Regions from separate parts of the Mus musculus genome. Here region 1 is linked to region 2. Evidence: chromatin contacts called from public HiChIP or PLAC-seq data. All regions are on one chromosome and are shown on one strand. Each heading gives the region's core, a stretch centred on a gene start, on an enhancer-like site or on the middle of the called end of the contact. The rest is flanking DNA. Distances are from core to core; before and after follow the strand shown.

Region 1 (3,657 bases), core at 988-3,487, 120 kb before region 2:
TGTTCTGGTCCCCACTCTTCCTTTATGAGGTGGGTGATGGCTCCTTTTGTAATCTGGCCTTATTGCTGCTAAGGGATTTGCACAGAATCCTCTCCCCATGCTGAGACGAGAAGGGAAAGACAGGGTTCAGGGAAGGCTGGGGATTTAGCTCAGTGACAACATGCATGTAGCATGGAATAGATAATGCCCTGAGTTTGGTCTTTAGAACCAAATGGGAAAACAGACAAACAAACAAACAAAATGGAAAGAAAAAAGGAAGAGAAAGGGAAGGGGTGGAGAGGTAGGGAGAAGAGGGCAAAATACAGATTACTGGGTCTTTATTTTAAACATTTTAAAGCTTTTGGCTTTTATTTAGCACAAATTGCTCAGCTTGCCAAAAAAAAAAGCAATATATTGGAAGTGTCAGTCTCTGAAAGTCAACTATTCAGATCAAACTAGAAACGATTCCCAGGCCAGACTGGGGCTGCATCACTGTTACCAGGCTCATCGCCATTGTGGCCGAGAAGCCAGACAGTAGGGCGATGTTGCTGGTATGCATCATCTAGAAAAATCACAAAGGTTCCAGGTACTCTACCTGGAGACATAAAATCCCTGTGTCCAGATGGCATTGTGAAGTCCCTGCATGCAGATCATGTGGCGGAGGGAGGAGCTAACAGGTGCCGAGTGGGAAGCTCTGGGGAACAGTTACAAGGAGGAACATTTCAGTTTAGTGCAAGACTCATCCTCCCCACAGCTGATGCACAATGGGAGTGGGCCAAGCAGGAGCTGCGGAGATGGCTCAGCAGTTAAAAGCACTGGCTGCTCTTGCAGAGGACACACATTCGATTCCCAGCACCCACATGGTGGCTCACGAATATTTGTAATTCCAGTTTCAGGCAATCTAACCCCATCTTCTGACCTCCATAGGCTCCAGGCATGCCCATGGTGCACAGACATAAATACGGACAGGTGAAGCATACATAAAATAGACAAATCTAAAAACGATGTTTTAAGAAATGAAAAGTAAACGGCAAGCAAGTCTCCATCAACAGAAGAAAGCTATCAAGCTACCTACCACAGGGATAATTGGGAGGAGATAAGGGTCTGAGCCCCAGGTCACCCTTCCCATCTCTGAGCTGCTGTTCCTCTAGAACTTCACAGCAGTGGCTAATGATTATATTTTTTTCAGGTGATAACTTTGTACCTTATTTCATGTACTATAAATCCCACCTTTACTGCCATTAAATTAGTCTATGCCATCACCCATGGAGTAAATGAGCCAGAGGGACTCTTAAACTGGAGCCTTCCTCTGATGCACAGTCCAGGACAGGTATGGGGTAGCACTCTGAGGTAGTGTCCCTGCTCAGGAAATTGATTATCTCCACTTCACGCCAAGGTATCATGGGGTCACCCAGCCAAACACTTCTGTGGGCACGATGTCACAACCTCCAGCACTATTAAGACACTTGGCAAAGGAGACACTGAAGGTCCTTAACTGCTGTGCTCCTAGGTTCTGGTGTGGGCACCGGATCCTAACTCCCTCAGGAGCAGGACCATACACCACTGTCCAGGGCTGTGGGGGTGTCGGGTCGGTATCAGGGTCTTGGAGTGTAAACAACCCCTCCACCCTGTCAAGGCATTTTCAAGTGGGAAGAGAACTCTGCCTGGAGGATCATCTCAGAATTCCTCTGCGAGTCCTGGGGTTCCTGCCCTCCCTCACTGCATTGGGAAGGAGAAATAGAACCCTAAACAGAGCTTGGCCTTACTGCCTTCCTCACCTGTGATGGAACAGGTGCAGGGTGATACCCCCGCACCCCAAAGCATAGAATGGAGAAGACCTAAATTTCTAGGACTGGGGATACTTGCCTAGCATGTTATAGGCCTTGGGGTCAATCCCAGCACCTAAAAGCAGTAAAACGAATGTCCAAGTTTCTGGGAGTGTTTGGTGTTTTTGCTTTTGTTTTTCCAAATGACAGTGTACCGGACCCCTTGAGGTTCCAAATGAAAGCCACAAGAAAGTCATGTACAGATAGGACTGCTTTTAGAGAGTAGGGCATGGGAGGTAGAGAGCCGCGCTGGCAGACCCTCGAAGTCCAACGGCAGCACCCCAAGACCAAGTGATGTGGATTCAGATCGCCAGGCTGAAAGGCTGCGCGGTGTAGGGCGCGAGGAGCCTTTAGCACTAGCTGGCGGGTCGCGCTCCCGGGTGAATTAACCAACGTGGGGCCCCCAGGAACGTGAAGCGAGGCGGGGCGGTCCCGGCGGCGGGACACGTGCGTCCGCGACGCCCCGGACCTCCAGGCGTCCCCGCGCTGGCCGAGGGCGGGGCAGCCGCGCGGCGCTCCCCTCCTCTCCTCTCCTCCCCGCCCGGCCTCCGGTTGGCCGCGGCACTCGGCCCTGGGCTCGCTGCGAGCTGCCGGCCGAGCCATGGGCTGCGACGGCCGGGTGTCTGAGCTGCTCCGCCGCAACCTACAGCCCACGCTCACCTACTGGAGCGTCTTCTTCAGCTTCGGCCTGTGCATCGCCTTCCTGGGGCCCACGCTTCTGGACCTGCGCTGCCAGACGCACAGCTCGTTGCCCCAGATCTCCTGGGTCTTCTTCTCGCAGCAGCTCTGCCTCCTGCTGGGCAGCGCCCTCGGGGGTGTCTTCAAGAGGACGTGAGTGTCGCGCCCCGCACGCCCCTCCACATCCCCGCAGCTGTGACCACCTGCCCAGCTGGGCTGGATCTTAGCCCAGGGGCTGCCTCCCTCCCCCACTACAAGCTCTCCCGGAAAACTCTCTCGGGACTGAAGGTGACATCTGGGCTATGTATTTGTCTCACTCGTCCCGAGAGAGCTCAGAACCCTTTCGCCCTCGCTCACCGAGCCCACCAGCCAAAGAGTGATGGAATGTACAGAGATGCGTAAGACCCTTATTGCTCTGTTCCTCTGAGATTTTGTAGCCTCGGCGCCGGAGGTGGAATTGGCACTGAGGGGAAGACAGTTGGCGGTGCCAGCTCAGGGGACAGTTCTCAGTGACAGGGCTGGCCTGTGGTTTGACTAGGAACCCACTGGTGATTCCACTCATAATAGGTCCACATCAATTGATACAGCTGATCCCTTTACCAAGATGGTGAGGCTCCTGGGATCTCCTAAGGGAGACAGGACTCGGCTGCAGCATTTGCCTGCGGAGGCTGAGCCCTTGGGCCAGGTAGAGAAGTGTAGAGCCTCTCATCCATCCTCTATCTCTAGTACCCAGAATACCCCTAATGTATCCCTCCACCTTGTTACTTCTCCCTGGCTTCTGTCAGGACAGAGCTCTGGTCTATCCCTGGCACTCAGAATATTACCCTTTTGGGTGCCGTGCAGAGCCCCATTTTTCTGGTGTAGGAACCCCTCTGAAGATATTTCTAGAAAGTCAGCAGCCTTCAGTCTCTGTACAGCCAGGAATAGACCTAGAACTGAGACCTAGAGCTGAGGAATGAATGGTTTGCACACCAGAGGCTGCTGTGTGGTCTTCCTTGTTCTACTTCCTAAAGGAGCAATTATCTGGACTGCAAAACCACAATTGGGAGGTCTGTTACAAAACTAGATAGATAGATAGATAGATAGATAGATAGATAGATAGATAGATAGAATAAAAGATCTTGTGCAGAGGCCATTCTAGGCCAAAGGGTGTGCAGCTGTGGGACGATGCAAC
Region 2 (3,820 bases), core at 692-3,191:
GAAGCGTGTAATTTGCCCTGGGAACTAGGAGAAGTCTGAGGCGGAAAGGATCCAGCGTCCCAGAGTTTGCCTCTTTTTAGGGTTCAGAAAACAGTGTCTCAAGAGGAAGGCCCCTGAGGCCTCATTTGGGGGATTCTCTGGTCTTCTGTCTCATATCCTTTCTGCTGAGACAAGCTTCACACACCAGATTCTCTACCCTCCCTCAAGGTGGGTTACAGATGCTGAGGTCCTTTCCCCGAGAAGCTAGCCCTCTGAACTCTAAGTCCCTCTTTCTGTATAAGGGTTAGTCATAAAGGAATTTTTATCAAGGTCAAAGACACCCGCCTCCCCTAACACACACACTCCAGCAGAGTCCCACCCCACACGTCACAGAGAGGCCAATGAGAACCCAAACAGCCGTGCCAGGTCCTCCTCGGTCATCATTCTGTCAGGCCATTTTTCCGTATGCCTGTTCCTTCTTCATCAACCCCACATAAAGGTGGAGAGTTTCTCCTGGGTCTTTGGGTCTTCCATCTGAAGGTTCGCACATCACATAAAACTTTGATGAGGCCAGGCGTGGTGGCACATGCCTTTAATCCCAGCACTCGGGAGGCAGAGGCAGGCAGATTTCTGAGTTCGAGGCCAGCCTCGTCTACAAAGTGAGTTCCGGGATAGCCAGGGCTATACAGAGAAACCCTGTCTCGCCACCCCCCCCCCCCAAAAAAAAAAAAAAAAACCACGTTGATGACATAAATCTGTTTTGTTTCATTGACATGCCTTTTGTTTTAACAAAGGGCGAGGACAGGGAACTGAGAGTTGTCTGGATGCAAATATGGGCCAGTCTTAGTAGATGAATGGCCTGGTGAGCTGGGTGAGCTGCAATGGTCAATACGGAAAGCAAAGGGCTTCCTTTGGGCTCCTCTGAGTTGTGTTTGGAACGTGGAGGTCAAACGCTGAGATTCTTCACATCAGCCTGCTCTACTCTTGACCCTCAGAAGGGGCCTCTGGGACAAAAGCATCCAATCAGGAACCAGTTAGGTTGATAGTTCTCAACTCAAGGCAGTTTTGTCTGTTTGTGCATCTGGAGACAGTTTTTGATTATACCATGAGGGAGGGTGTTGTTAGCACCTACTGAGTGAAGGTCACATGTGCTGCTAAAACATCCTTCAGCACAAAGAATTGGCCTCCGGCAGAGTCAAGGTTGGGAGGCCCTGATCTAGATAAACCAGTTCCTCTGAGGTTTCAGTTCTGAATTCCTCTTTCCTCTTCTATTCCAAAAGGAGGAATGAGGCAAGCTAGATTTCTAGCATTTGGGAGGCTGAGGCAGGAGGATTAAGAGTTTGGTATTCTGCAAACTCTACAGGGAGCCAGAGGTACCTAAAATTGTACTGGAGGGATATCTCAAGTGTAGCCCACTCCACGAGACTCAGGCAGACTCAGCCAGGATCCAGCAAAAGAGAAGGAAGAGAGAGGCTTCTCACCGGAGGCATCTGCTCACCCTTCCCCCTCCACTTCAGCATCAGAGAGTGAGGACCAGGTAGGAGCTCATGACAATGTGTTCCTTATCAGACTAGGGGATACTAGTTTTCTGCCACTCCCACCTGCTTACCACTCATGGTCCCTAAACCGGAAGATCTGACCAGTCAAGAGGATCCTGGGAAGTAGGCCTGGCTTGTACCCTTACTAGATTCTAGGACATTCCAACCAAAGCCCTTCTCTGGATCACTCCACATGCATAAAGACATACAGAAGCACCGTGTTTACCAGGTGGTTCTCAGGATCAGAACAAACAGACAGACAGTACCTAAGGCAAGGCATGCAGGGGCCCATGGGGGTGGGGGTGGGGGTGGGTGGGTGTGTGTAGGTAGTGGGGGAGGGAACACTGAGCGGAAGGCTGTGTGAGTCCCAGCTGGCACTCCCTTTTGCTTATTCACCTAATGACGCCATCCTTCCACCCTTAGAGAAAACAGTCAGAAAGATAACTTCCCTGTGCAACAAGAGCAGACGGCACTGTGGCTCGGCTCCTGTGGCACTGTGGCTCGGCTCCTGTGCCTTGCTTCTGCTCCATGTTATTACCCTCTCAGGCTCCAGGGGAAACCCTTCTGCAAACGTTCACAAGGTCTCATCACAGCACTGATGAGAAGCAGCCAGCTCACTGCAGTAAAAAACCCTGGAACTCAGGAAGACTAAGGATCTTACTGAGGCCCTGGCTGGTTAGTGGAGAAACAAACCCAGGCCCTTGAGCTTTTCTCTAGATGCTACTACGGCCATGTTCCTTTCATTTAGCTTCTGGCTGCCTGGTGCTTCTGCCAGAAGCTGTTCTGGGACACATGTGATGGGAACCAAATTGCAATCGATCCCAATTGACTTTAGTCAATCAATATTTGCCCAGTGTTGGGGTATCAGGCTATCCGTGATGTAGGTGGGGAGCACACTGTTTAACCATTTCTAGATTTCAGTTTCTTCCTAAGGACGGTCATGTTACCTTGTTAGATGAAACTGTATGTGTGCTATACACCGCTCTTGAATATGATCACCTGAAGGTATTTGTCCAGTTGTCTTTCTAGAGTGGGAAAAATAATTCAAATAAGGCCTGACTCTGTAGGGAACCTAATAGTAGATGGGATTCTTGGTGAGTTAGTGGGTATGTGGTGCCTGCACACAGATGTACAGGTGGGTATGCCTATGCACACACATATGGAACCCAGAGTAAGATATAGGGTGGATTTTTTTTTTTTTTTTTTTTTTTGTAAAAACAAGCTGTGTGCTGTGTAGCCCTGGCTGTCTTAGAACTTGCTCTGTAGACCAGGCTGGCCTTGAACTCAGAGATCTGCCTGCCTCTGCCTCCTGAGGACTGGAATAATTAAAGGCAGTGCACCAGGTGGCATCAGGTCTTTTCTATTGCTCTCAGCTTTACTTCCATTGAGATGGGGTGGCAGTGAACCAGGAGTTCACTCTTGTGATGAGGATGGCCATCAGCAATCAAGCTTGCTGGATTCATCTGTCTCTGAGAACCAATGCTGGGGTTGTTTGTTATGTAGGGGCTAGGCACTCGAACTTAGGTCCTTGTGTTTGCAGAGCAAAAGTTCATACCTATGTAACAATCTTCTCAGCCCCCTCTTTTAAGATTTATTTATTTGTGTGCATGTGCACACAGACTGGTCCACATGGAGGGCCCAGCTTTCTGGAGTCAGTTCTCTCCTCTTACCATATGAATTTCAAGTGGAATTTAGCTAGGTGGTCAGTCTCAACAGCAAGCAGCTTTATCCACTGAGATATCTTGCCAGCACTGTATTGGTGTTTTGGTTTTTTTCTTGTTTTTTGTTTTTTCCTTGCTAAGGACAAACTCACCAAGAATTCTACCTACTATTAGACAAACACCTTCAGGTGATCATAACCAGGAGTGGCTCACACCATACATACTGCTTCATGGAACAACGTAACATGGCTGTCCTTAAAGTCTCATTCTGTAGCCCAGGCTAACCTAGAAATCACTATGCAACACACACTGCCCTCAAACCTGCAGCTTCTGCCTCAGCCTCTGGTGTGGTGGGGTTCCAATTACAAGCCAGCCACCATGCCCACTTAGCAGACAAGATTTTGGAGTCACAGGATAAAAGGCAGAGGAGTCAGAAGAGGTGTGTAACAGAGGGACAGATGAAAAATAGGTCACCTCTATCCCTGGTGACTCCAACAGGCGAATGAAATATCCAGGAAAGAAACTGATTTACTTCCAGGCCAGAGAGATGTCTCCGTGGGTAAAGGCACTTGATGTGTGAGCCTGAAGACCTGAAGTCAATCCTTAGAACTCATGGAAAGTGGGGGAGAGAGCCAACTCCAC

Evidence for each region. HiChIP or PLAC-seq counts read pairs in DNA pulled down with a chosen protein or histone mark.
Region 1: an HNF4G HiChIP or PLAC-seq map of pancreatic cancer cells shows a contact between it and region 2. The contact joins the promoter of Mfsd4a here to the enhancer-like site in region 2. A contact is called at or near these places in 6 of 39 promoter capture datasets (the 3T3-L1 cell line, hematopoietic stem and progenitor cells, hippocampal neurons and 2 more), 2 of 484 Hi-C or Micro-C datasets (the HPC-7 cell line and embryonic fibroblasts), 2 of 115 datasets of contacts at active chromatin or transcription factors (large pre-B cells and pancreatic cancer cells) and 2 of 9 other capture datasets (adipose tissue and liver).

The regions. Positions count from the first base shown.
Region 1 is chr1:132,066,642-132,070,298 of GRCm38.p6, reverse strand. Mfsd4a (major facilitator superfamily domain containing 4A) reads left to right here and starts at 2,237. Exons shown (of 10, transcript NM_001114662.1): 1 at 2,237-2,636. The coding sequence starts at 2,407.
Region 2 is chr1:131,943,977-131,947,796 of GRCm38.p6, reverse strand. No RefSeq gene overlaps it. Among named protein-coding and RNA genes, the nearest start is that of Slc45a3, 17 kb to the left of the region's middle. Within about 2 kb of position 1,941, at least 20 of the 459 cell types and tissues checked have an H3K27ac peak or open chromatin away from gene starts, as enhancers often do. A contact at or near this core is called in pancreatic cancer cells, where this site is marked.